Regions from separate parts of the Mus musculus genome. Here regions 1, 3, 4 and 5 are each linked to region 2. Evidence: chromatin contacts called from public ChIA-PET, HiChIP or PLAC-seq and promoter capture Hi-C data. All regions are on one chromosome and are shown on one strand. Each heading gives the region's core, a stretch centred on a gene start, on an enhancer-like site or on the middle of the called end of the contact. The rest is flanking DNA. Distances are from core to core; before and after follow the strand shown. Region 1 holds the start of Scfd2 (Sec1 family domain containing 2). Region 2 holds the start of Sgcb (sarcoglycan, beta (dystrophin-associated glycoprotein)). Region 3 holds the start of Slain2 (SLAIN motif family, member 2). Region 4 holds the start of Tec (tec protein tyrosine kinase). Region 5 holds the start of Txk (TXK tyrosine kinase).

Evidence for each region. ChIA-PET counts read pairs in DNA pulled down with a chosen protein or histone mark. HiChIP or PLAC-seq counts read pairs in DNA pulled down with a chosen protein or histone mark. Capture Hi-C pulls out chosen DNA fragments and counts their contacts.
Region 1: an H3K27ac HiChIP or PLAC-seq map of embryonic stem cells shows a contact between it and region 2, with 5 times the contacts expected there. The contact joins the promoter of Scfd2 here to the promoter of Sgcb in region 2. A contact is called at or near these places in 5 of 39 promoter capture datasets (embryonic stem cells, hippocampal neurons, liver and 2 more), 1 of 484 Hi-C or Micro-C datasets (embryonic stem cells), 8 of 115 datasets of contacts at active chromatin or transcription factors (astrocytes, bone marrow-derived dendritic cells, cardiomyocytes and 5 more) and 1 of 9 other capture datasets (adipose tissue).
Region 3: a contact with region 2 is called in a promoter capture Hi-C map of adipose tissue, with 2.4 times the contacts expected there. The contact joins the promoter of Slain2 here to the promoter of Sgcb in region 2. A contact is called at or near these places in 5 of 39 promoter capture datasets (HPC-7-derived erythroid cells, embryonic stem cells, hippocampal neurons and 2 more), 1 of 115 datasets of contacts at active chromatin or transcription factors (large pre-B cells) and 1 of 9 other capture datasets (adipose tissue).
Region 4: a promoter capture Hi-C map of adipose tissue shows a contact between it and region 2. The contact joins the promoter of Tec here to the promoter of Sgcb in region 2. A contact is called at or near these places in 1 of 39 promoter capture datasets (embryonic stem cells), 1 of 484 Hi-C or Micro-C datasets (double positive thymocytes) and 1 of 9 other capture datasets (adipose tissue).
Region 5: an RNA polymerase II ChIA-PET map of memory CD8 T cells shows a contact between it and region 2, with 10 read pairs. The contact joins the promoter of Txk here to the promoter of Sgcb in region 2. A contact is called at or near these places in 1 of 115 datasets of contacts at active chromatin or transcription factors (memory CD8 T cells) and 1 of 9 other capture datasets (liver).

What each region holds. Positions count from the first base shown.
Region 1 is chr5:74,529,245-74,533,843 of GRCm38.p6, reverse strand. It overlaps Scfd2 (Sec1 family domain containing 2), which reads left to right and starts at 2,102. Exons shown (of 9, transcript NM_001114660.2): 1 at 2,102-3,062. The coding sequence starts at 2,225.
Region 2 is chr5:73,646,035-73,650,420 of GRCm38.p6, reverse strand. Sgcb (sarcoglycan, beta (dystrophin-associated glycoprotein)) reads left to right here and starts at 2,684. Exons shown (of 6, transcript NM_011890.5): 1 at 2,684-2,746. The coding sequence starts at 2,708.
Region 3 is chr5:72,911,036-72,915,774 of GRCm38.p6, reverse strand. It overlaps Slain2 (SLAIN motif family, member 2), which reads right to left and starts at 1,413. Exons shown (of 8, transcript NM_001113423.2): 1 at 762-1,413. The coding sequence starts at 1,150.
Region 4 is chr5:72,867,171-72,872,054 of GRCm38.p6, reverse strand. It overlaps Tec (tec protein tyrosine kinase), which reads left to right and starts at 3,607. Exons shown (of 19, transcript NM_001113460.2): 1 at 3,607-3,661.
Region 5 is chr5:72,750,691-72,755,288 of GRCm38.p6, reverse strand. It overlaps Txk (TXK tyrosine kinase), which reads left to right and starts at 2,512. Exons shown (of 15, transcript NM_001122754.2): 1 at 2,512-2,610. The coding sequence starts at 2,595.

The DNA.
Region 1 (4,599 bases), core at 853-3,352, 880 kb before region 2:
AGGAGGCCTGCGTGGTGGAGGTAGCACTTGAGCTAAGCTTTGAAAATGATTTCTACAAAGCAGAGAAGCTCATAAAGCTCTAATGACCATCCTTCAAAGCCTCTTCCTTCCTTCTTTCCTCCTAAACTGAATCCTTGTATGGATATGCTTCCTTGGTTAGGATTAATCTCTCCATTTGCCATGGGAAACTTTGACATTAAATAATTTGACTATTTTATAGACTGTCTCTTGCTTCTTATATTATGAACTCATCTCACTACAATATCACATTTATCCTGAGTATACTTATTTGCCATCTCATTATTTATTGCTGTTCTAAGCAATGATGATGGTGATGTTGCTGCTAACCCAGGCCTGGCAGTGCATCCTGTCCTTCCAGGTCCTCTGGAGGCCAGGGCTAGAGCTTGACTCAGGCTAGCAGAGTAAGACTCCATCTCAGAACAATGTCAATAATAATGATATCATTTAATATGAAGTATACTTTTTTTTTTTGAAACAGGGTTTCTCTGTGTAGCCCTGGCTGTCCTGGAACTCACTGTGTAGACCAGGTTGGCCTCGAACTCAGAAATCTGCTGCCTCTGCCTCCCGAGTGCTGGGATTAAAGGAGTACGCCACCACCTACCACCACCCGGCTGTGAAGTATACTTTTGAGAAGTAATGAAAAGGAGTGCTTAGCTATAAGAATTAGACAATGAATAGATTACTGCTCAAATCATGCCAAGAGACCAGGTATGGTGGCATATGCTTTAGGGAGGTCAAAACCCAACTGTATACACACACACTCTCTCACACACAGAAACACACGAATAAAACTTTAAAATGAAAGCAATTGCCATGTGTCACAACTAGATGAATGATGTTAGGTGAAGTAAGTTAATCACAATAAAGCAGATAGTACAGGGACCCAATTATAAGACCCACAGTGCCAATGCAAAGAGAACAGGATTAAAGTAGAGGCTGACAAATGCTGGGGGGGGGGTGCAGGGAGCTGAGGTTGAGGGTGGCAATTGTTATTTAAAGGGTATATAGTTTTGAAACTATTTTGATTTTGCAAAATAAAAAGTTCCAAAGATTGGTTGTACAGCAGCATGAATGTTTTTTAATGTTTCCGAACTGTACATTTTAAAATGACTAATGGTGGACATGGTGGCACACACGTTTAATCCAAGCACTAGGAAGGCAGAGGCAAGCAGATCTCTGTGAGTTTGCAACGAACCTGATCCACATCATGTGTTCCAGGACAGCTAGGGCTGCACAATGAGATCCTGTCCACACATACTCACACACACACACACACACACACTCACTCACACACACACAATTAGAACAGTAAATTACTAAATTTTTTTATCTCATGCATGTTTCCACAATTAAATAATAATAATAATAATAATAATAAAACAGGTTCTAAACTGAGATGTGTAGATCAGTATATCTATTCCTCAACCCAATTCTCATCTTAGTAGCTGTGAAATGGACCCCAAAGCCTTTTGACTGTGTGGAGACAGGATCTCTCTGTCTCTCTCTGTGTGTCTGTCTCTGTCTCTCTCTGTGTATGTGGTGTGTGTGTGTGTTGGGGATGGGTGATTGTGCGTTTTCCACAATTGGCACATGGAGGACAATTTTTCCGGGTCCTGTTTTTCTACATTGAGTCCGAAGGATCAAACTCAGGTCATACGACTTGTGTTGCAAGCGCTTTTAGCCTTATGAGCCATCTTGCTGGTCCCAAAAGGTATTTCACGAGGCTGGAGTGCACCAACGCAGAAGATAACCTACACAAGACCAACTATTACGTTGCAGTAGTTGTTTGGCTTCTCCAAGTTCAGATGGGGGAAGTACTTTGCTTCAGACCAGGTTTTATTATTCCCGAGAATTCTTAACCTGGAGGAAAAGGTGATGAGAGCTGACAAGGGAGGGACGAACAAAACCCATTTCAATTCTTTCCTAGAAAGCTGCTGCCTCCAGCTTTTCAGGGACTATCGACCCTGTAAGCACATTCCGTTCCTCCTTCAAGTGCAGACGTTCCTTCCGCCAGCCCGCGCGCCTGATCAGCCAATGAGCGCCTAAGACGTCATCACCGCGCGCGCGAACGCCGAGCGTCAGAGACAGGCCCACGTGTACTGTGTTGACTGTCAAAGTACTCAGTACCCGGAAGCCCTGCGTTCTGACCTGAGTTCCCGCCCGTACGCCGGTGAGACCCCTGGCCAGCTGGCGATACGGGATCATGAGCGCCGCGGGCATACTGGCCTTTGCCCAGCAAGGCTGGGAGCAGGTGCTGGCCAAAGTGAAGTGGTCCGTGGTCTACCTGGACGCTGCCTGCGCCGAGAGCCTGCACTGGAGCTGCGGATCCAGCCGGCTTCTGGAGGCGGTGAAGGGTCCTGCGTGTCACCTGCGGGAATTTGAACCCCAGGCCATTGGCGGGGGAGCCAAGCAGCCCCGGGCGGTTTTCGTTTTGAGCAGCCCGCTGAAAGGCCGGATCGTAGACACTCTACAGAGTATCATTTGCCGCAGTCACTTTCAGCACTGTGTGGTGGTCACAGCCGTGAGCCACGCAGTCCACCTCACTGCTAACCACGTACCGGCCGCTGCAGCGGCCGAGCTCGAGGGGCAGCAGCCGGTGTTCGAACAGCTGGAGGAGAAGCTCTGTGAGTGGATGGGCAACGAGAACTATACGGCCGAGGTGCTCCACGTCCCGTTGTTTCTCGCCCCTGTTGCCTCCCATCTCGCTTTTACTCCAGCCTTTGCTACCCTCTTCCCACTGCTACCTCAGGATGTCCACGCTCTTAACAGTGCCAGACCCGACAAGAGGAGGCTGAGCAGCTTGGGTGAGGTGGATGCCACTGCCCTAACCCCAGAGCTGCTGCTGTACATCAGATGCCTCGTGTCAGGCCTCAGTTCTCTGTGTGAACATCTAGGGGTACGAGAGGAGTGTTTCGCCGTGGGTCCCCTCAGTCGGGTCATCGCTACAGATCTGGCAAATTATGCCCCCGCCAAGAACAGGAAAAAGACTGCTACAGGCAGGGCTTCTGTGGTCTTTGTGGATAGAACTCTGGATCTCACAGGTAGGTGGCATTTCTGGGAGTTGTTCATCTTCACTCTCCTAGCTAGAGGATCTGTTCATTGATTCAGCATATGTGTTTATTGGCCTCATATTGAGGTTGGCAATATAAAGATGAACTAAAAGAACCAGCCCCTAATTTGACAGCATCTGGAGTTAAGTTTTGTCTAGTGGAGAGTGGACATAGATAAAGCACAATTTTATTTGTTAAATGCTGTAAGCGGGCAAATATGGCTTTAGTGTGCGTTGCTTTTGATAAAACAACCGGGCCTAGTCCAAGAGACTGGAAAAAATGAGATGACCTTGACATGGAGGGAATTGCCATCACCTGAGACTCTTAGACATTTCCAGATACCAGTTGTCTTAATTAGGGTGTCTATTGCTGTAATGAAACACCATGGCCAAAACCGACTTGTGGAGGATAGGGTTTATTTCCTTACACTTCCACACCATAGTCGATCATTGAAGGAAATCAGGACAGGAACTCAAACATGGCAGGAACCAGGAGGCAGGAGCATAAGGCGGTAGCGGTCATAGAGGGGGTGCTGCATACCATGCTCCACATGGAATGACCTTCGTTTGCTCCCTAGTACCTACATGGTGAAAGGAGAGCACTGACTTCCTCCAATTGTTCTCTGATCTCCACACACACAGTGTGACTTGCACATGCACTGTCCCCCACACATATACAAATAAATAGGTAAATGTCTTTTTTAAAAAGTGAAACTGAATGTACATATGAGAAGTTGGAAAAAAGAATTGTAGAAAATATTTTCAAATGTGCATTGAAGTTTGTATAGCAACCTCAAATTGCAGCAATGTAATAATTATTTATACCTGCGAGGAAGAAATCTAACCTTAAAATAGGTGAAGAAAATTCTGATTCATGATGTGAGCACTTATTTTTAGAGGTCACCTTTGTTTTATAGTTAAGTAGATATAGTTCAATAATAGTATGTGCTAGCTGTTCAAGGTCACTGAGAACAATCAGAACACTGGTCTAAGCCAGTATTCCCTTTCCAGGTTAGAAAAAAAAAATGTTGAATGATGTTATAAAAACCAGTAAGAAGTATATTTGAAATTTTAATTAGATGAGTTTTAAGATCATAAAATAGAGAGTAAACTAAATGGCAGTTCTGAGGAAATGCTACTGGGCGCAATCTTTTGAGGGTGTCCTGAGGGTAATTATAATTAATTTCAAGAGGGCAGCAGTGGCCATGTCACTCACAGAGGGCAGAAGTCTATAAAACAGAAAATATAAGCCTGCAGAAGGTTTTCATACCTCCTTATCACCAAATCCCTTGCACATTGTGTACAGTTTTCTCCTTCCTTCACATTACAAAGGAGCATTCCATCCCTCCTCACGTTTTTACCTATGCAGACTAGCTCAGCACTCTCTACCTTCTCATGAGTTCACTTCTGCTAAACAGTCCTCTATAGACCATTTTCCTCCTTTTCTCAGATTCTCTCTTTTTTTAATTAGATATTTTCTTTATTTACATTTCAAATGTTATCCCCTGTCCTAGTTTTCCCTCTGAAAA
Region 2 (4,386 bases), core at 1,435-3,934:
TCTGTTCAGGCAGAGATCCTGTATCAAGAAAATAAGGTGAAGAGATTAAAACAATATCTGGCCTCCACACAAGTACAGAGAAAGGGGGAAGGGGAGGGGAGCGGAAGAAAGAGGAGGGGAGGGGAAGGAGAGGAAGAAAGAGGAGAGGGGAGGGGAGAGGGAGGAGAGGGGAAGTGAAGGAAGGAAAGGGGAGGGAGGGGAAGGAGAGGAGAGGGAGGGAGGAGAGAAAGGAGAGAGGAGAGGAGGAAAGGAGAGGGGAGAGGGGAGGGGGGAAGGAGGAAGGGAAGGGAGAAAATTATGGTAAAAGCAGAATAATGCAAGATAAAATCCTGAATATCAAATGGGTGTCATAGTGAACTGGTATAATTCCCGTTAAAATAAGACTGCTGTGAGAATTAGAGACATTGCAAGCACACAGCACCCTCCAAATGCATCAGAAGGGAAAAAACTTCAAAACATCATTAGACATGACGAACACTACCCTTGTGGTTAATTCTGTGAATTGGTTCTCATTTTAAAAAATCATTTATTTATTTATTTATTTATTTATTTATTTATGCTCCGTATTTTATACCCCTCCCGGTCCACCCTTTGACTGTTCCACACCCCACACTTCCTCCCCAGCCCCACCCCTGTCTCCACGAAGATGTCCCTACCCTCTCCCTCCCCAACCCCACCAGACCTCTAAACTCCCTGGTGCCTCCAGTCTCTCGAAGGTTAGGTGCATCTTCTCTGACTAAACCGGGACCCAGCAGTCCTCTGCTGTATATGTGTTGGGGGCCTCATATCAGCTAGCATATGCTGTTTGGTGGTCCAGTGTCTGAGAGATCTTGGGGGTCCAGGTTAGTTGAGACTGCTGGTCCTCCTACAGGGTCACCCTCCTCCTCAGCTTCTTCCAGCTTTTCCTTAATTCAACCACAGGGGTCAGCAGCTTCTGTCCATTGATTGGTTGGGTGCAAATATCTGCCTCTGACTCTTTCAGCCGCTTGTTGGGTTTTTCGGAGGGCAGTCATGCTGGGTCGGAGGGATGGCTCAGAGGTTAAGAGCATTGGCTGTTCTTGCAGAGGACCTGAGTTTGGTTCCCTACACATGTTTGGTGGCTCATAACTGTAACTCCAGTCCTAGGGGGTCTAACAGCCTCTTCTGACCTCCACCAGCACCAGGCATGCAGGTGGTACATATACATATCTGCAGGGAAAACATTCATACACGTATAATATCAAATCTTAGAAAACAACAGCAGCCAGAAGAAGACACATTGGCAATGAGAACAAGTGGGTGACCTGTCAGTAACACCTCAGCAACGAGGAATCCAAGGAGAAGAGACCCATCTTCAGACAGTCAAGGTCCATCTGACTTCAGAAAAATCCATTATTAAAGTACCTATGTGGAGACATGTTAAAAAAAAAAAAAAAGCAAGGTGGGGCTTCTTATCTGCTTAGAATCTGGAGTGCCAGGCAGCTCTGGAAGACATTTAATAAGTTCCATTATTGTGAGTGATTGAGACTGACACAAGGTTAGAAACAGAGTAGCGCTAATCAGAGTATGGGGGCTCTGAAGAGAATGTGACATTTGGTGGGTTCTTGGGGGACACAAAGGAGTATAGCTGTCAGAGAAAAAGGAAACGACTTGAGCATAGTGAATAGTGAGGCACAGGAACCCAGGAGCAGTCAAAAGCCTTATTGTCAAAGTTGATAAATGGGACCAGAGCCAAGCTATTACCCAGACACCGCCGACTTTCAAACCTGTGGGTTGTGATTTACATAGTCTTCCTGACTAAAACGCAGGTTCGTCCCAGTGATAGAGCCAGGCAGTTTTAGCAGTTGGGGAAGAAGACAGGACCAGGCAAATGACCACATAGATACAGCTTATATCCGAAATCAGGCATGAGAGAGGGGGAAGGTTGGGAGACATTTGCTGTGTGTCAGAGTATTTAACTCCACAGCCAGCCAGCCATCAGAAGTAGGCGAAGCAGGGAAGCTGAGTTAGAAAAGCAAAATGACCCAGTACCTGGAGAGAAAAAGCTGAATCAGACATCTCCCTTGGGTGGCCTAGGGTAGTTTGTAGAAACTACTCATCATCTGAGGAGTTCTTGAACTTAGGATGCTACTCATTCTATTGTTTTCAACTTAATCAGTGCAGAGAGCAACCAATGTGCACCTGACTGTCTCCTGGTGCTCACTGTGAGTCAAGTTAGGTTCCTAAGGACCTAATATAGTCTCCAATATTAAATGGACAATCTGCCTCTAATGCCTCAAAGAAAGTGCCAGACTTGACTTCACAGGCTTCCAGAGGAGTTGAGGGGGAAGAGACTAGTTTGATTTAAGCTACCTAAAGTTTCCACTTGATCTGCACCCAAGTCTCACCCACCAGTACACTCAAATACTCCCTTGCAGTTTGTCACAGCTCAGGACAGGACAGTATCCCAAGACGGGGAGTTGATATAAAGGTAAAGGCATGTTTTGGATTTTGAGGGCGTCCTTTCCGAAGAACTTGAGGATGCCCCAGAGATCCTTGCCACACCCATGCAACCCGCGGGCGACTTACGGTCGTGAGGGACCGCCCTGCAAGGATGTGAACCTACACAGAATCTTGCCCACTCTGGATTTCTTTCGGGGGAGTGGCGAGGGCGTGACAGGGCGTGGCCATCGAGGGTGTGAGCCCCACCCCAGTGCCAGAGCGCAAGCGCGGGCTGCGGCGGGCCAAGATGGCGGCAGCGGCGGCGGCGGCGGCAGCGACCGAGCAGGTCTGTGAGCCTGCTGCGGCCGGCCGAGGGATTGGGAAGCCGGGTGGCCCGGGCGACCCCACAGAGGGCGGGGACGACGGAGGGCGCGAGGGCTGGGCTGGCGGAGCGAGGCGGCAGGGCGGGGCCGCAGGGCGGGAGCTGTCCGCAGCCAAGATGCTGGCGAAGGCCGGGCTGGATCCTGGGCAGCGGCTCCCGGCCGGCCAGAGAGCGGAGCTGTCCCTCTGCGGGAGTGACACGGGTCATGGCCTGCGGAGCCTGCGCCTGGACGTGCCTCTCCGCAGCCAGAAACCATGCGGATAAAAATAACGTCAGTCGGGGCCGGGAGGCTGACCGATGCCAGCCAAGTGGTGGTCAGCTGTTGCCTGGCGTGGATCGTGGCCAGGTCTTGCTTCTGCCATTCCCCGCCCACTGTGGTTTCTCGGAGATTCAGATACTAATATAAAACTGACCCGTGTCTAGTGGGTTTAAGATTACTTTTTAAGAAATGCGTTATCAAGTGTTTCCTGGTCTTCGTTGTGAGCCTAGAATAGTTTAAAGGCTTCCCTTCAGATATCAAGCTGTAACTTAAGCACGCACATAAGTGTGTGTGCGGGTGAAGTGTGTGAACACATGCTCGTGCAAGTAGTTGCTAAAGTGACTTATTATAATAAAAAGCTATTTTTGTAGTCACTTCTTTATTGTTGTTTCCCTTTGCAAATAACCAGTAAGCTGGTTTCTCTTTAAAAGTTTCATTTCTTCGAAATCACTGCGGGGAGAAAGTGAATGAGTGAAATTGATATGCAACGGGGGAATAGTTTCTTAAGTGGCTAACATTTTAGCGACAGACCTATTAAATATTCGAGGACTCATTCTAGGGGGTATGAAAAACAGACCTGAAATCTGCTAAACAAGCACGGAAATCCTCTATGACAATAGGCAAGTGGACTTGTTGGGAATGAAGCCATTCCTTGGTTTTCCTAGTTTACCCCTTACAGCCTCTGGGTTAGAGGGGTCTCAGTTCTTCTGTGCATGCATCTTGATGCTCTGAGCTTCTATTCTACCGGAAAGTTACAGTGGTCTGCCCACTTGGCTACCCTAACCAGAGCCGGCCTGCCTGAAGAGAGCTAAGGAGAAACAAGCATTGGGCTTAATGACCAGCTTCCCTCAACTTTATAATTCGAACATGAAAGGTTGCTTTTTGTGTTTGGGATCCCACTAACTTTGTAATCTATTCTGTTTGGGAGTCAGGGTAGGCCCCCCGCTGTGTCAGTCACTGGGTCCTGGCACTTCTGCCCCTTAAAAAAGCTTCTCCCCCAGCTTCATCAACAAAGGAAGATGTTGGTATCTTCTTCCCCAGCTCCTCTATCCCAGGTCTCAGTTGGAGCTTGAGTCTGCTTCAATGTAAATGTGTTCAGGAGGGGCTGGCAAGATGGCTTAGTGATAAAGGTGACAGCCACCAAGTCTGACAACTTAGTCCCTGAGTTAAGTCCCGAGAACCATCTTGGTAAAGTGAGAGGCCCAACTCCCAAAGGTTGTCCTTTGACCTCCACACGCTTATATCATGGTGTATGTGCCCCTCACACACTGAATAAAAGAAAAGAAAGAAACGCAGAAGAGGAGGAGGAAGAGCTTGGGGAAGGAGGATGGAGAGGAGATGGAGG
Region 3 (4,739 bases), core at 164-2,663, 730 kb after region 2:
AGGTGCCTCGTGATAACTCCGGCTTTGGTCTAGATTTTTAACTAGGACCCTTTCTCTGCCTCCAGGATGGCAGGCACGGAAATGATAGTCAGCTTGGATAACTAACTATTGCTTCACGGCTCCGAAATTATGTCGTATGCAATTCTTGTTTTCCAATATAAAATTCAGGGTTCCCCGATCCACCACCGACTTCACACAAAGCAGCCCCATCCCTCTCCACTGCCCTCCTCACACAAAGCAAAGCTTTACTCCCCCCACTACCCAAAGGGGAGTGACGTCCACCCGGCCTCCCCACAAACATCCCCATCTCACTCCGGTCCAAAGCACTGCCTGCTAGTAGCTACTCTCTATGTCCCCGCACCTGGTTGTTACCTCTTGAAGCAGACCCCTCCCTACAATCCAAACCGCTCAGACCACCATCCGAAAGCCCGTCTTTCACACAAAGCAGGATCCCTTCCTACGAAGCAGCTTGGTACCCTCTGAGTGCTCTGAGCGTGCGGGCCCACGGGGGACTGTGCCAAGCCACAGATCCCATCTGGGTCCAGTTGGGTCCTGCACCCAGAGGTTCCACGACCCAGAGAACTAGCTACAAACCCGTTTCCAAGGCACGCCTCGAAACCCCCCAACTCCAGCGGACCTGCCCGCCCGCAGCAGAAACAGGCAAAAGCCAGCGTCCCCACCACAAGCCGAGCCCACCCTGCTTTCCCCCAGGGACACCCCTCCGCCCCGCAGGCCCACCGGGCCCAGCGCCCCGCGCTCACCAGCTCTCCTCTTCCTCCTCCCAGCCTGACAAGCGCTCCAGCTCGTCGGGCCGCAGCGGCTCTACCTCGTCCAGCAAGCCTCCCTCGCCGGCCGCCAGCAAGGAGGTGGCGTCCCGCAGGTCCTCGCTGCTGGTCCGTCGCGGGCCGGAGCCCGCCCCGCCGCTGGCCTTGGCGCCCAGGCCCAGCGGGAAGCCCCGAGGGGACGCCGCGCCCGACGAAGGGGTGGACACGCCGACCCGAGCTGGGCTGCCGGGCCCGAGGAGGCCTGCACCCTGCACGGCTCCCGAGCGGCTCCTCAGCTGCTCGTTCTGCTTCTCCAGCTTCTTCACCAGCTCCTGCAGCTTCCGCACCTCCTGGTCCGCGTTCACATTGGAGTTAACGTCCTCCATGCCGGCCGCGCCGCCCGCTCCGACTCCCCAAGCCGCAGGGGAAGCGCGGGGTCGGGGGGAAAGAGAGGCGTTACCGCCACCGCTCACGCTAGCCGAGGCGCCGGCATAGAGCAGGGCCAGGCCCCACCGCCAGGGTCTCCCCGGCTCGGGTTGCGAAGCGCCGCTGGCCCCAGCCGAACCGCCTCATCTGCGCCGGCTCCGCGACTGGGGGAGGCGGCGCCAATATCCGGCCTCGGCAGCCATCTTCCCTCCGTCCCTCCGCCCCCTGCCGGCCAGCCCGGTCGGTGACCTCAGAGCGTCGGGGGAGGACGTGGCCGCCCGCGGGCTGAAAGAACTAAGCGCCCGGCTCGCGGTGGGGCGGGGCTGGAGGCGGGGCCTGAAACGGGACAGGGCCCGGAGGGGCGTGGTCATTGTTTGGGGCGGGGCCCCGGCCGGAAGGGGTGTGGTGGGCGCCGGCAAAGGTGGGCAGGGCCCGGCCGGGCTGGGCTAAGCTATCGCTGGAGTTTTGCCCTGGCCGCCTACCCTCCCCAAAGCTCATCGCGGGCGGGTGTGAGACCCAGAACCGGACTCTGGCTCCGGCTCCGACTCGGGCTCGGGCTCGGGTTCAGCCCCGCCCTAGGCGTCTGTGCGGAGACTCGCGGTCGGACGGCCCCGCCTGGTCGCATGGACCGTTCCCTTGGTTTGTTTGGCAATACTGAGTTGGTTCCTGCTTGAAACCGGAGACTGTCGGAGCTGGCAGCAGCCCCAGAGACCATCTGTGGCTCGTCCGTTCCATCCCCTGAAAATGAGAACCCGAATCCCGAATGGTTCAGAGCTCGGAAGTCAAAATGATAACCGTAATTTGTTGAGTGGTTCCTATAAGCCAGACACTGCGCTAAGCACTTTTAAAGGCATTATTTCATCCGTTTAAAACACGTGGGCAGGGGTTGTTTTGTTTCGTTGGCTTAAGGTTTACAGGTCCAGAGACAAGAGGATGATGGAAAACACTTCTGTACTAATCTTTCAACGGTAGTAATTAATGTGCATTGTATTCCTTGGGTTCTCCCTTCGCCCCCAAAAGACTTTTTAATAGTATGTCTTGACTTTTTGGGTTTTTTGAGGCAAGGTTTCTCTGTGTATTCCTGGCTGTCCTGAGACACGCTCTGTAGACCAGGCTGACCTCGAAAAACTCATCCTCTGCCTTTTTTTCAAAAGCTGGGATTAAAGGCATATGCTCCTTGAATTTTTTTTTTTAACTTGTACATGAAAAGTATTCAAGCAACCCGTTGACAGGCAATAGAGAATGTTGAGGGGTGGTAAATGTAAAATTCTGCCCTCGGTGGCATCTGTTTATAATGCGTACTGGTGGAAGCGACTGCAAACAAAACTTAAACGCTTTTTTTCTGTCATGTTGGCTCACTCTTCCACAGTTGTCAGTTGTGAGCTGCTTGGTTTACTTATACGGTAAGCAGCCAACCGTGCCTGGTCTCTCAAATTTTTGGCTGATGTTTGCAGTTGACTCCAATTGCCTCCTCCACCCTCGAACCAGTCTTATTACACCCGAACCAGTCTTATTACACCCGGGTGTGGACTCACATAAGACTTAACCCTCCTGCCTTTCCATGCTGTATTTTCCCTGCTTCGACTACCCTACCTACCATGTTTGATGCCTCTTTGGAAAAACCCCTGAAGGAGTTACTGTCTTTGTGCTGACATCACCTCAATAGTTGGCTACAGATATTTGTAATTTTTAATTACATTTTTTCCTAGCAAGTCTTTGGCTTGATCTGTACAGCTGATTAAAAGGAATCATTCCATTTTCCTTGCTTATGAGGCTGACAAAGTGCACAGTCAGTGCCTGTTGTGCTGAAATTAAACGGAAGATATGTTTTGATAGCCCAACCCCCAGACAGACACCAAAATTAAATTCTTTGAGGGTGCTACAGTTTGCTGTCAAGTATAACTATGTCCCTAGCTATACAGACCCATTAACAGGATGCCTTTGTAAAACAAAATGCATTATCTGTGTGATGCACATTAAATGTTATGACACTGCCTGACATATCTGATCTCATTGCTGAAGGAATCACCACCAAGATGAAATCACACATCGCAGTAATACATTTACATTATCAGCTTATGACATGGAGTCCAACTCCCATGTTCGCCACATTTCTAATGAATTCTTTAGACATACTCCTTGACAAAGTCAGTTACCATTATGAAGTTAGCATCAGCGGTCTTGAGAGAGCCAGAGGTCATGCAGATCGGTGATCAGAATCCGCTCCGCTGGCAAGGTCTCCTCTTCCCATGAACGTGGTCCTTGAACTTTTATTTCTCTCTCTTTAATCTGGGCCTTGCCTTTTGTCCGAATGTGTAAATTAGGTGATCTCTAATAACAAATCTATTACCAAGAAGTGAAGGATTCTGGTGAGTCATGATTATAAAATAGAAGTATGAATATGCTCATACAGAGAAATCCATAGAAGACATTTTTTAACCCAGTTGCCTTACTACACATTGTTTTTAATTTAGTAAATATTAAGTGTGTAGTAGATGGTCTGTTCTGTGTGTGTAATAGATGGTCTGTTCTGAGCACCTGATGGTTTAATCATTTGTTAGCTTGTCTTGTAGTTCCAGTTAGCCTTGAACTTACTAGGAGTCTGGAATGCCCTTGAACTCCTGATCTTTCTGACTCTATCTATAATAAAGTTTGTATGCCAAGAACTGAAGTTGGCTGGTTGTGCTGGTACTTGCCTTAATACCAGCACTCAGGAGGCAGAGCCAGAGGAACTCTGTGAGTTTGAGGCCACCCAGGTCTATATAGCAAGTTCCAAGACAGCCAAGATTACATACAGAGAACCTGTCTCAAAACAAAACTAAAGTTATAATTTATACAGACAGATATATATATATCACAGATACCTGAGCACAAAGTCAAATCTGCTCTATACTACACTGTAATAGTAAAAGCTCTTTTTTTTATGTTAAGGATAAAAACTGTGATAATCCTTATTGATCTTGTTCTTTCACCCACCAAATCCACTTCTTAAGTAGGTCATGCCGCCTTGCATTCAGAATAGGTTTAAATACCTCCCAACTGGGGGACCCTTAGGACTCTGGTTCAAATTGCCCTTGTTCTCCCCTGTGGTTTCCTCCCCTCTCTTTTAATGGACACATCCCCTTTGCTACAGATAGCCTGATGGATACACAGTAGCCAGAAGATCCTTCCTGCAAGTCATGTTGCTATCAGAAGCCTCCCAGAAGTCGCTTTCCAATATCTTCAACTCCAAAGTCCTTTCTTTGACCTGCCTTGCTTTGGATACTTGATAACTTCTATAAGTAGCTTCCGGACCACCATCTCCCATGCCCTGTTTCTGCTCTACCCACACCAACCTTCTAGCTGGTCTTCAAAACAGACAAACAGGTTTCTACTGCCAGGGCTTTATACCGGCTACAGACACATCTAGCTAGAATCTTTGGGTCACCCAGAAAACCCCAGGACAGACTTCTATGATTTAGGTCTCTGCTCAAATGTCACCTAGGTTTACTATCTTTATTATTGCTACCTCACAAAATAGCATCCCTATCATGGTTGATCTTTTTGGGT
Region 4 (4,884 bases), core at 2,358-4,857, 780 kb after region 2:
AGAACGTTCACACTCCCTGTAGGCTCTGTAGCCTACATGGAAAGATAGAAGGAGCAGGGATCCTGACCCTACAGTGAATATACAGCCCAGCAGCCTAATAGTGTCTCCCCCTTTTTTAAATTAAAGATTTATTTTGTTACTATTATTATTATTATTATTATTATTATTATTTTGTGTGTGTGTGTGTACAAAGATGAAAATAAAGGCTGGGGGACTTTCAGGATAGCATTTAAAATGTGCATATGTGCGGATACACATGTGCCATGGTGTGTGTGGAGCTCAGAGGACAATTTGTCGTAGTCAGTTCCCTTCTACCTAGGGACCCTAGGTATGGAACTCAGGTTATCTGTGACCCTTGGAAGCAAGTACCTTTATTTGGTGAGCCAGCTCACCAGTCCCTCCAGTCCTTGTTTCCTGAGACACAGCTCACTGGGTAGCCCAGGCTGGCCTGAAACTCCTCATTCTCTTTATTCTGCTTCCCAAGTGCTGGGGTTATAGGATGTACTACCACACTCAGTTATGTGATGTACAACATAGATTGTATATGGAACTTCTTTTTTATTTCTTTTGAATTATTTATTTAGCAGTTATTATATTTTAAAATTATTTTTTTAAGATGTGTACCTTCACACCCAGCAAATTTTTATATTTGTTCGTATTGGTGTTTTGCCTGGATGGATGCCTGCTTGCCGCATGCATGTAGTACTTCCAGAGGCCAGGAGAGGGCGCCAGACCTTCTGGAACTAGAGTTAGGGTGGGTTGTAAGCCACCATAAGGGTGCTGAGAATCAAACCTGAGTCCTCTGGAAGAGCATCCAGTGCTCTTAACTGCTTAGCCGTTTCTCCAGCCTAGCAACTGTTCTTGGTAGCATAAGTAATAACTTTGTGTCTACCATTCAACAGTTTCCCTTCCTTCTATGTATTGAGTCCCAAAGAAGTAGCTACTTTTGATACACATTGGAAAGAAGCAGACATGTCATATAATTGCAATGAGGTACTCTTCACATAGGTGGAGATGCTCTGTACAAGACTAATACCATTGTTGTTGTTATTATTATTATTTATTATTATTGAGACCGGGTTTCTCTGTATAACCCTAGCTGTCCTTGAACTCACTCTGTAGACCATACTGTCCTTGTCTGTTATCATTATCATTTATTCATTCAATGAATACATGGTCAGGTGAGGGGCAGAGTCCTTGGATAGGTGAAAGGTCACAAAAGGGAGGCAGAGATGTCCAAATTAGGAGTGTCAGAAACTCCAAATACAAACACCACTTTATGTACAAACTTTTCAGACAGATTCTGTATGTTTCTTATGTGCCACGTGAAATTTACGTATGGGTTAAAAAGGGTTATCTAGCATTTAAATAAATACAATTTTATAGATGTTATGGCAATACCCAACAAGAAGAGAGACCATGGGCTCCAAGAAATGTATATAAATGCCCATTTTATATTCAACTTTATTAACATTAAGAAAGCATCATTCCATTTAGTTGAGAATATGAGGCACAAGGGTCACCCAGGGGTAGCAGACCATGTGACAGGAAAGTATCATAGTTCTTAAAAAGAAAAGAAAGAAAAGAAAAAAAAGGAAGTATCAGGTCCTTTAAAGTGGTATCAATATGATAAGCTTCCGAGTCTACACTCTACACACACACACACACACACACACACACACACACACACTCACTCACTGCAGTACTGGTAGCAGTAACTTGCTCTCTGCACGCACATGTGCCTCTACTCTTTTACATACAGTTTCACAGATTCAAGCCCCTGCTCCCCCAGGGACATCTCTCTGCATGGCAGGGAAATAAGCTCTTGAAGGGAATGAGAGGCAGGAGAGAAAAGGGAAGGTTCCTTCAGAGCTTGGCTCATTACACTGGAGGCCTTCCCGGGAGGAGAGGAACTGGAGTCAGGAATCATTGGTTCAGTTCTGCGTTCTCCTCCCATTCCCGGCCCCTTCCTAATTATATGACTTTAGGCAAGTCCTTTAAATTGCTCTTAGTTCTTTCCCTGTCAAATGGAATCTTGTCAGCTGACTTCTCGGGTCATTAAGATGATCACAGGAGAAATAGCACAGGGAGGCACTGCTTTTAAGTCCTGAGCCGTGTCGGGGAGGAGTCTTACTGCACACGTGACTGCACACGTGATCGCGAGCGTCGTCTTCAGGTTGGCTGCCTGATTCACTGTTCAACCTCAGCTCCACAGAGTCCTCCTTTGAGAAGTCCTCCTTCCTCATCAATCTCTCTTTCATTACCCCAGTTTATTTCAGCCAAGACATTTCTCACCTGTGAAATGGTTTCTTTGCTTACCGGTATATTGGTTTTCTCCCTATGTAAAGGCTCCACTGTGGAGGTCAGAGGCTAAGTGTCTTTCTCAATTGCTCTCTTCCATATTATTTGAGATAAAGTCTTTCATGGAACCCGGAGCTGGCCAGTTGGGCTAGATTGACTGGCCAAGCTATGCTTGGTTCTGCCTCCAGCTCTGGAGTACAGGTGAAAAACAGCTTCCTTCCTTCCTTTCTTTCTCTTCCCTTTTTCTTTCTTTCTTTCTTTCTTTCCTTTTTTTTTTTTTTTAAAAACATGGGCTCTACCTGATCAACCTTCGGCATAGCAAGCATTTTACAAATTAATTTCTCTCTCCATCCCAAAGGCGAACTCAGTCTTTTATTCCCATGGACTATTATGAACATTACAGTCCTATCCTGTGTCTCTCTCCTTCTGAGAGGTCCTCATATCCCTGCCCTGGCTGGCCTGGAAACCACTATGTTTACCAGACTGGCCTTAAATGCTTAGAAATGGGCTTGCCTTTGCCCTCTCAGCTGGAATAAAATATGTGGGCCACCATGCCTGTCTGACAGTACAGGATGGATGAGATCAGATAACAGTGGCTAAGACTCAAGACTACCATCAAAGACAACTTAGACTTGAAAGTAGGGAATCAAACCCAGGGCCTTGTGCATGTTAAGCAAACATTGTACCACTGATCTACAGCCCCAGCCTTTCCAGGACAGCTTCTCAGTTAGCTAGCTAGCTAGGTGACAAACGGCACGTTCTTTCCTGGAGTCTAAGAATTTTACAGTATTTAAAGTGAATAACTTGAAGGTTGTTTTCATTATTAGTGTATCAACAGTAATAATGTAAGTGGGTGACCCTATGCTAGGCTCTGATGCTTCAGGCTTGTCAGTCAAGCCACCCATTCTTCTATCACCCCAGAGCACAGCATCATCCGGTTTCGCCCGCGAGGGGCTAAGCGGAAGTGGAGGTCGGTTCTTAGCCACCCACAAGTGCTATTGCTACCGGCTCTCCGAGCCGGGGACGAAGGAGCATTTTTCTGGACGGTTCTCTTAGGATGGGAAGTCCGGACTTAGAGAGACCCCACGCCGCGTCTGTCTGGATAAGAGACGCTCCCTGGAACTTCGGCCGCAGGACCGCGAGCTCCGATTCTTCCCTTTGGCTTTGAAATCGCGGAAGGAAGGTGGGACACTGGCGCTGTGGGCAGCGGAGGGCAGAGGCGGCGCGGCGAGGGGGCGGGGCCAGGGAGGAGCCGGGCGGTGGGCGTGGCCGATGGGTTTGGTCAGCGCTTGCCGAGCTCCGGGCTCCGCAGTTTGGACGTCGCTCTGTCTTGGCTTGTCTCGGCACGCGCTCCGTCAAGGTAAGAACCAAGGGACTCTCGGCGCTCACGGAGTTGGCCTCCACCTGCGGGAGACTGACCTTAGTGGGATTAGGGAGGATTTTTCTACCCTTCTCACGGAGGTGAGAGCGGACTCTCTGCGTCAGGTCAGAGGCCCGTCCCCCTTGGGCCAGGAAGAAGGGACAGGTGCGCTCCCCTGATGGCCGCGCCTTCCCCGGTGGCTGCAGATCTGAGCCCTTTTGGACTTGGTATCTGAGCCGAGAGGACTCGCGATTGAGTTCCTTTCCCAGTTGAGCGGCAGGGGGCCTTTCTTCTTTCTGCTTGTCCCGCGGTAAAGTTCGAATCCAGGAAGACAGTCCACAGTTGCTTGTGCCCGAGCAGGTGCACGTACTTCTTTAGCTATTTTTCTCTTCTGGAAAGTGGTATCTGGATCTTGATAAACAGGGACTCGAAGAATCAAAGTGGGAAAAACTACGTGGACCTTGTCCCGAGACTGTGCAATTTCCCCTGGATCTGACATTTCTTAACTTTTTCCTGTCGTTGGCGAATATGTTTCTGTGTACCAGGTCCCATTCGGGCTTATCTTTGGAAAGTGGAATATTTGGTTAGAAGAGTTGATCGCAGTGTTAAATTGGGACAACTGGGTGGCTGGCTTGGTTAAGTGGGTTTGGAGCCTATCCAGACAGAATAGTTGCATGCTTTAAGCAGAGGTTTTACATTTTTCCAGTGAGTTCCCATTTTCCTCTAAGGAAACTCTGACAACCTATTCCCGTCTATATAATTCTTTTACAGAGCCGAGGCGCGGTAGGAGGAAGCATCGAGTCTCCTAAGTAAGATTTGGGATTTAATAGCTGAGTGATCGACACTGTAGCTCTGTGGTCTATAGACTCAAAATAAGGAAGAGCTTGATTTTTTTCCGCGAGGCGGGGGTTGGGGGGAGCTGTGGCTAAACTTACACATTAAGTATTTGAAAACATCCATGTCGTCCAGTTACATTTTCATTGTTTAAGACAGACCTATCTTTTCGCCATACACTTATGAATCCGATCACTATTCCTCTCCTTGCCAGCTCAGGGGTGCTTTCTGTAGGGTGCCTATGTAAATCACCCTCGTTCTTCCCACAAGGGTGTGTGCCTTCGGGTTTGTGGAATTGTGTGGGGACAGGTATTGTAAACACATGCAAATCAGTGAAGCGCTCTAGTAGGCGATACCTTTGCCCTACATGGATCTTTGGCCTAGAGTTT
Region 5 (4,598 bases), core at 1,263-3,762, 890 kb after region 2:
AAGTGGTATATAATCCAACTAGGTCCCCAGAATGGCTTATCTGTGGGAGTCCAGGATGCTGCCAAAGGAACTAGGGAGAAAGTGTTCCAAGCTGCCATGTGTTTTTCAAGAAGCCTGGTTGGACTTGGATCCCTGGATTAGTGAAAGTCTCCATCCCAACCCTGCACCAGGCCCTGATGTCCAGTTTCTCTCAGTGAATTTCGCTTGCAGTTTCCTTTTCCTCACGAGCTTCAGGAGAAGAAGCTAACCCAGTTCTTGTGGGTGCCAGAGGTTTTCCACAGAGATCCCTGTCCAGGCCTGGTACGAGGGTTCCAGTGTAGGGAAGTGAGTGCAGGCAGGGAGACGAAGTCTCTGCTGTGCCTTCCAGGTCGCTCAGTAACTCCAAGCCAATCTGAACTGAGTGGAGTGGGGCTGAGCCAATGAGAAGCCGACTATCCAGTGAGGAGTGGGGCGGGACCTCAGGTGGCTCTTCGGGAGAGAAGATCTCTTCCCAAGTGTTACATACAGCTTTTGGAACAAAAGACTCAGAGGAAGAAGTAGTTCTCACGTACCTTTAATTCCCTGAATGGATTTATATACAGTACTGGGGGTGATTCAGGGTTCGACAGCGGGTACCTCTCATTGGCTTGGACTGAGAGTTTGGGGGAAACCTTATTTGCATGTGGAAAGGCTTGGTGCTGTTCCTACGAGACTGATAGCATGTGCCTCTCCTGTGGGGGCTGTAACTTTGACAGGAGTCAGGGGTCCAGGAGACATGATGAAACGTCTTCTGTCCCATGTAGGTGGAAATTACCACCCTCTGGGTCCCACCAAGGTTCAAGACCTAAGCTCGATTGGAGACCAGGCTGTCTCTGCGTAGCCCGTTGCCCCACATGTTCCCATCAGTAGAAACCATTTCCTATCCAACACACTGTTCTTGGTATTTGAGAGCTCCCCCTTCCCATATCAGTAGCCCCTGTAATCCCTCCCACCCTGGAGCATGTGGTGAGCACACAGACTGGAGCTGGCTGCTGACTTCCCTCTGACCATGGAGAACCACCGATTTGGTTAAGAGTCTGTGCCGCCATATTGAAGGTTGGGCCGAAGGCTAAGCTCATTCCTTTTATAATGGATAAAAAAATGAAATATTCTCATCATAATGTGCCATATTCCTTCCAACTCCCCACATCACAAAACCATACACACTTTTTAATCAACTCCTTCAAGCAGCTGGTGATATGCAGGCATGCCTTACTATTATTGCTAAGATAGGCCCCACCTATCTTCTCCTTTTATCTGGATGAGCTGTGAAAGGAACCAGGGTGTGCTCAGGAAAGTTACAAGAAGGTTGAGTTCCTGTGTGAACAATTTGAAATACTCTTTCTTATCACATGTAGGTCTCAGGGGGCAGGATACATGTGTGTATGTGTGCATATGTGCCTGTGTGCATATGGGGGCTAGAGTTGATGCTGTGTGTTTTCTTCGATTGCTTTCCACCTTGTGTAGTGAGGTAGAATCTCTCATTGAACTCAGAGCTGGCTGATTTGGCTGGTCTAGCTAGCCAGTTTGCCCTCAGGATCTCTTGTCTCCATCTCCCAAGCACTTGGTTTACTGGTGGGAGACCGTGCTCTCTTGTCAATTATGTAACTTTTCTGGCTCTGAACTTGGGTCCTTATACTTCAGTGTCAAACACTTTGCTCACTGAGCCATTTCCATAGCCCATACAAATGCTTCCTATGGGAAAACAGAACAAATGAAAGGGAGCGCTCACGCTGTAGACTTGTTCATCCAACCGAGGTGCCAATGGGAACCTGTCAAAGCTGAGGCTAAATCTTTTCTTTTCTCTGTCCCTGTCTTTCTGTCTCTCTGTCTCTGTCTGTCTGTCTGTCTGTCTCTCTGCCTCTCCTGTCTCTGTCTGTATCTCTGTCTGTCTCTCTGTCTCTGTCTTTCTCTCTGTCTGTCAAGGTTTCTCTATGTAACCCTGGCTGTCCTGGAACTCTATGTAGACCAGGCTGGCCTTGAACTCACTCGCCTCTGCCTCCCAGAGTGCTGGGATTAAAGACTTTTGCCACCACACCTAGCTTCAGCCAGTTTTTAAAACAGATCTTTAGATTCTCCCCTAATCCCAAACCAAGTCTTTAGAGTCAGTCCTAAATCAGAGGGCCAAACATCCTAGTTTGGATATTCATGATCCTAGAAGTCGATTTTCCCTGTACCACTATGAGCCCTCCAGTAAGTAAAATTTCTTCTTGTATGGTCCTTTATTCCAGTATCAGCACAGGGAAGACAGTTTAAGTTGACTACTATGAAGGCCCCTTTTACCGAAATTCTGTGATTTCTTCAAAGTGTTTTCTAGACACACCCACAGCGTAGGTATAAGGAAGTGCTAACACTTCAGATCTGGATACAGAGCTCTGAAGTTTCTTATGTAGGCCACTGGGTTGTCATTCACACACTCTTGAGGTTTTCAGAACAGGAAATTAGGTGGGGTAAACTTTGCCTGTGAGAAACGTCACAGGCCAACAACTATGCTTTCAGTTGAAAGATGTGTTACCGTGAGTGGAACAGAGCTGAAGAACCAAGGCTTCTGTGTATGGCCAGCAAGCAGGGTCGCCATGATCCTGTCCTCTTGTGAGTAAGATGGGCTTTACCATTTAATGTCACAGCGTGTTTATGGGTGTGTTGCCTACTGGTGACCCCTAGGAGTGGGTTTTGCTAAAACAAGGAATTTGTGAAATCCTAAAGATGATTTCTTCAGATGTAGTGACAGGATTTTGTGGCTTAGTTAAATGTCCACTGCCTCTTGATAAAATTATATACTTGAGAATTGAGAATACAGATGACAATAGCAAAAAAAAAAAAAGTTGTGTACTTAGCATGTGTGGAAATTCGGTCAGTGTGATGGGATATGTTTGTTTTTTGAATGATAATGAACTCAGAGTTGAGGGTGAAGAGATCAGACTTTTCTGGTTTAGCCTCAGCTTTGACAGGTTCCCATTGGCACCTCGGTTGGATGAACAAGTCTACAGTGTGAGCGCTCCCTTTCTGCCTCCTCCTATAGCCGTCACAAGTAAACAGTGGGCAAAGCTGGCAAGCACATCAACTAATCTGAGAGTTGCTTTGAAAGACTTCAAGACGATTTTTGGAAGCACTCCACAGTTAAGACTCAAGAGAGGCTAATTATGTATAGGGGTTTAGGAAAGGAAAAAAAAAAGACGATCTCTGATTTTAATTCTAGATGCCCTGGGAATCAAACATCAGTAGAACTTAGTCATTCTAGATTAGGCCAGAATTCTGATTTATTTTTAGCTGGCAGTAGGAAAAAACTGACCGAATTTTACATATCTCTTTAAGCCACAGCACGTTATTAGGACCTCCAGACATTGGTAGGATTTATAAAAATAATCAAATGCTATTTTTGTTGTGCCTTCCTGAATATGATTTACAGTTTGATTCACTAAGAACAAAACAAGACAATAACAACAACAACAGCAACAGCAACAAAAAGGTTTCTTGTTATCAGAAATAGGCCAAGCAGCTCAAGACAGAAAAAGATACAAAGAATTGTCACGAGTCCCCACCTCCCCAAGGGCAGAATAATGTTGAGCAGATGCAGAATATGGACTTTTAAAGGCTTTGATTGTTTCTCATGAGATCAGAACCAGGGGAAGGAAGGCCATGTGTTATGACAGGAAAGGCTCAGCTACGTGTAAGGCAAGTAGATGCAGAGGCTGTCTAGGGATGAAGTGGGAGACTACTTATCTATGGGGTCTTAGATTTCCCCGTGGCCTGGGGGGGGAGGAATGGTTTTAATGCAATGTCCCTGTACCATCCAGTGTCTGTCTGTCTGTCTGTCTGTCTGTGTCCTTCTGCCATGAGCCATAGCTAAACCACTCCATTTTCTTCTGCGTGAAATAATGAGTATTCGCCATTGACAAGGCACCACCAAGTGCCCTCCAGGGTGTTTTAAACTTAAGGATGCTTATTTGTATGCGCCAAACACATTGACTGTTCAAGGGGCTGCCATGGTGACCTGGAGTCACAGGCTGCTGGAAGGGAAGAGGAGGTAGTTGTATAGAGTGGGGTTTTGATCATAAAGGAATGATGGTGGCCTCTGAACAGGGTCCAAGACACTCCTCCAGTGAGGTTACATTTGTGAAGTGTTGGAATTGCCAGTGTGTTTGGCAGCTAAGTTACCGTGAGAGCAAACTCAGACATTTACTTAGATGGCAAGATCCCAGTACAGCAGCTAAGGATTAGAAATTTCTCCCTTTCACCTCTTCTTGAATGCTTTTAATCTATTGTTTGTGGAAAGAAAAACCATATAAAAATGTTTCATATATATACATATATATACACATATGTATGTATATATATGTGTATATGTATATATATGTGTGTGTGTGTGTGTGTGTGTGTGTGTGTGTGTGTAATCTTATGGTCCAGTTTGCCTGATACATGCCTGGGGGTTCTGCTTAAATGCAGGTTTCTAGGTTCATTATCATCATTTGATCTGAGGGTACAGTAAGAAACTTTGATTGCACTGTATTTCCAGGGCCTCTCCATTCCCAGAGTACTCTCATACCAGCCCTGCAAAGCTAATGGACCATTATTACTGT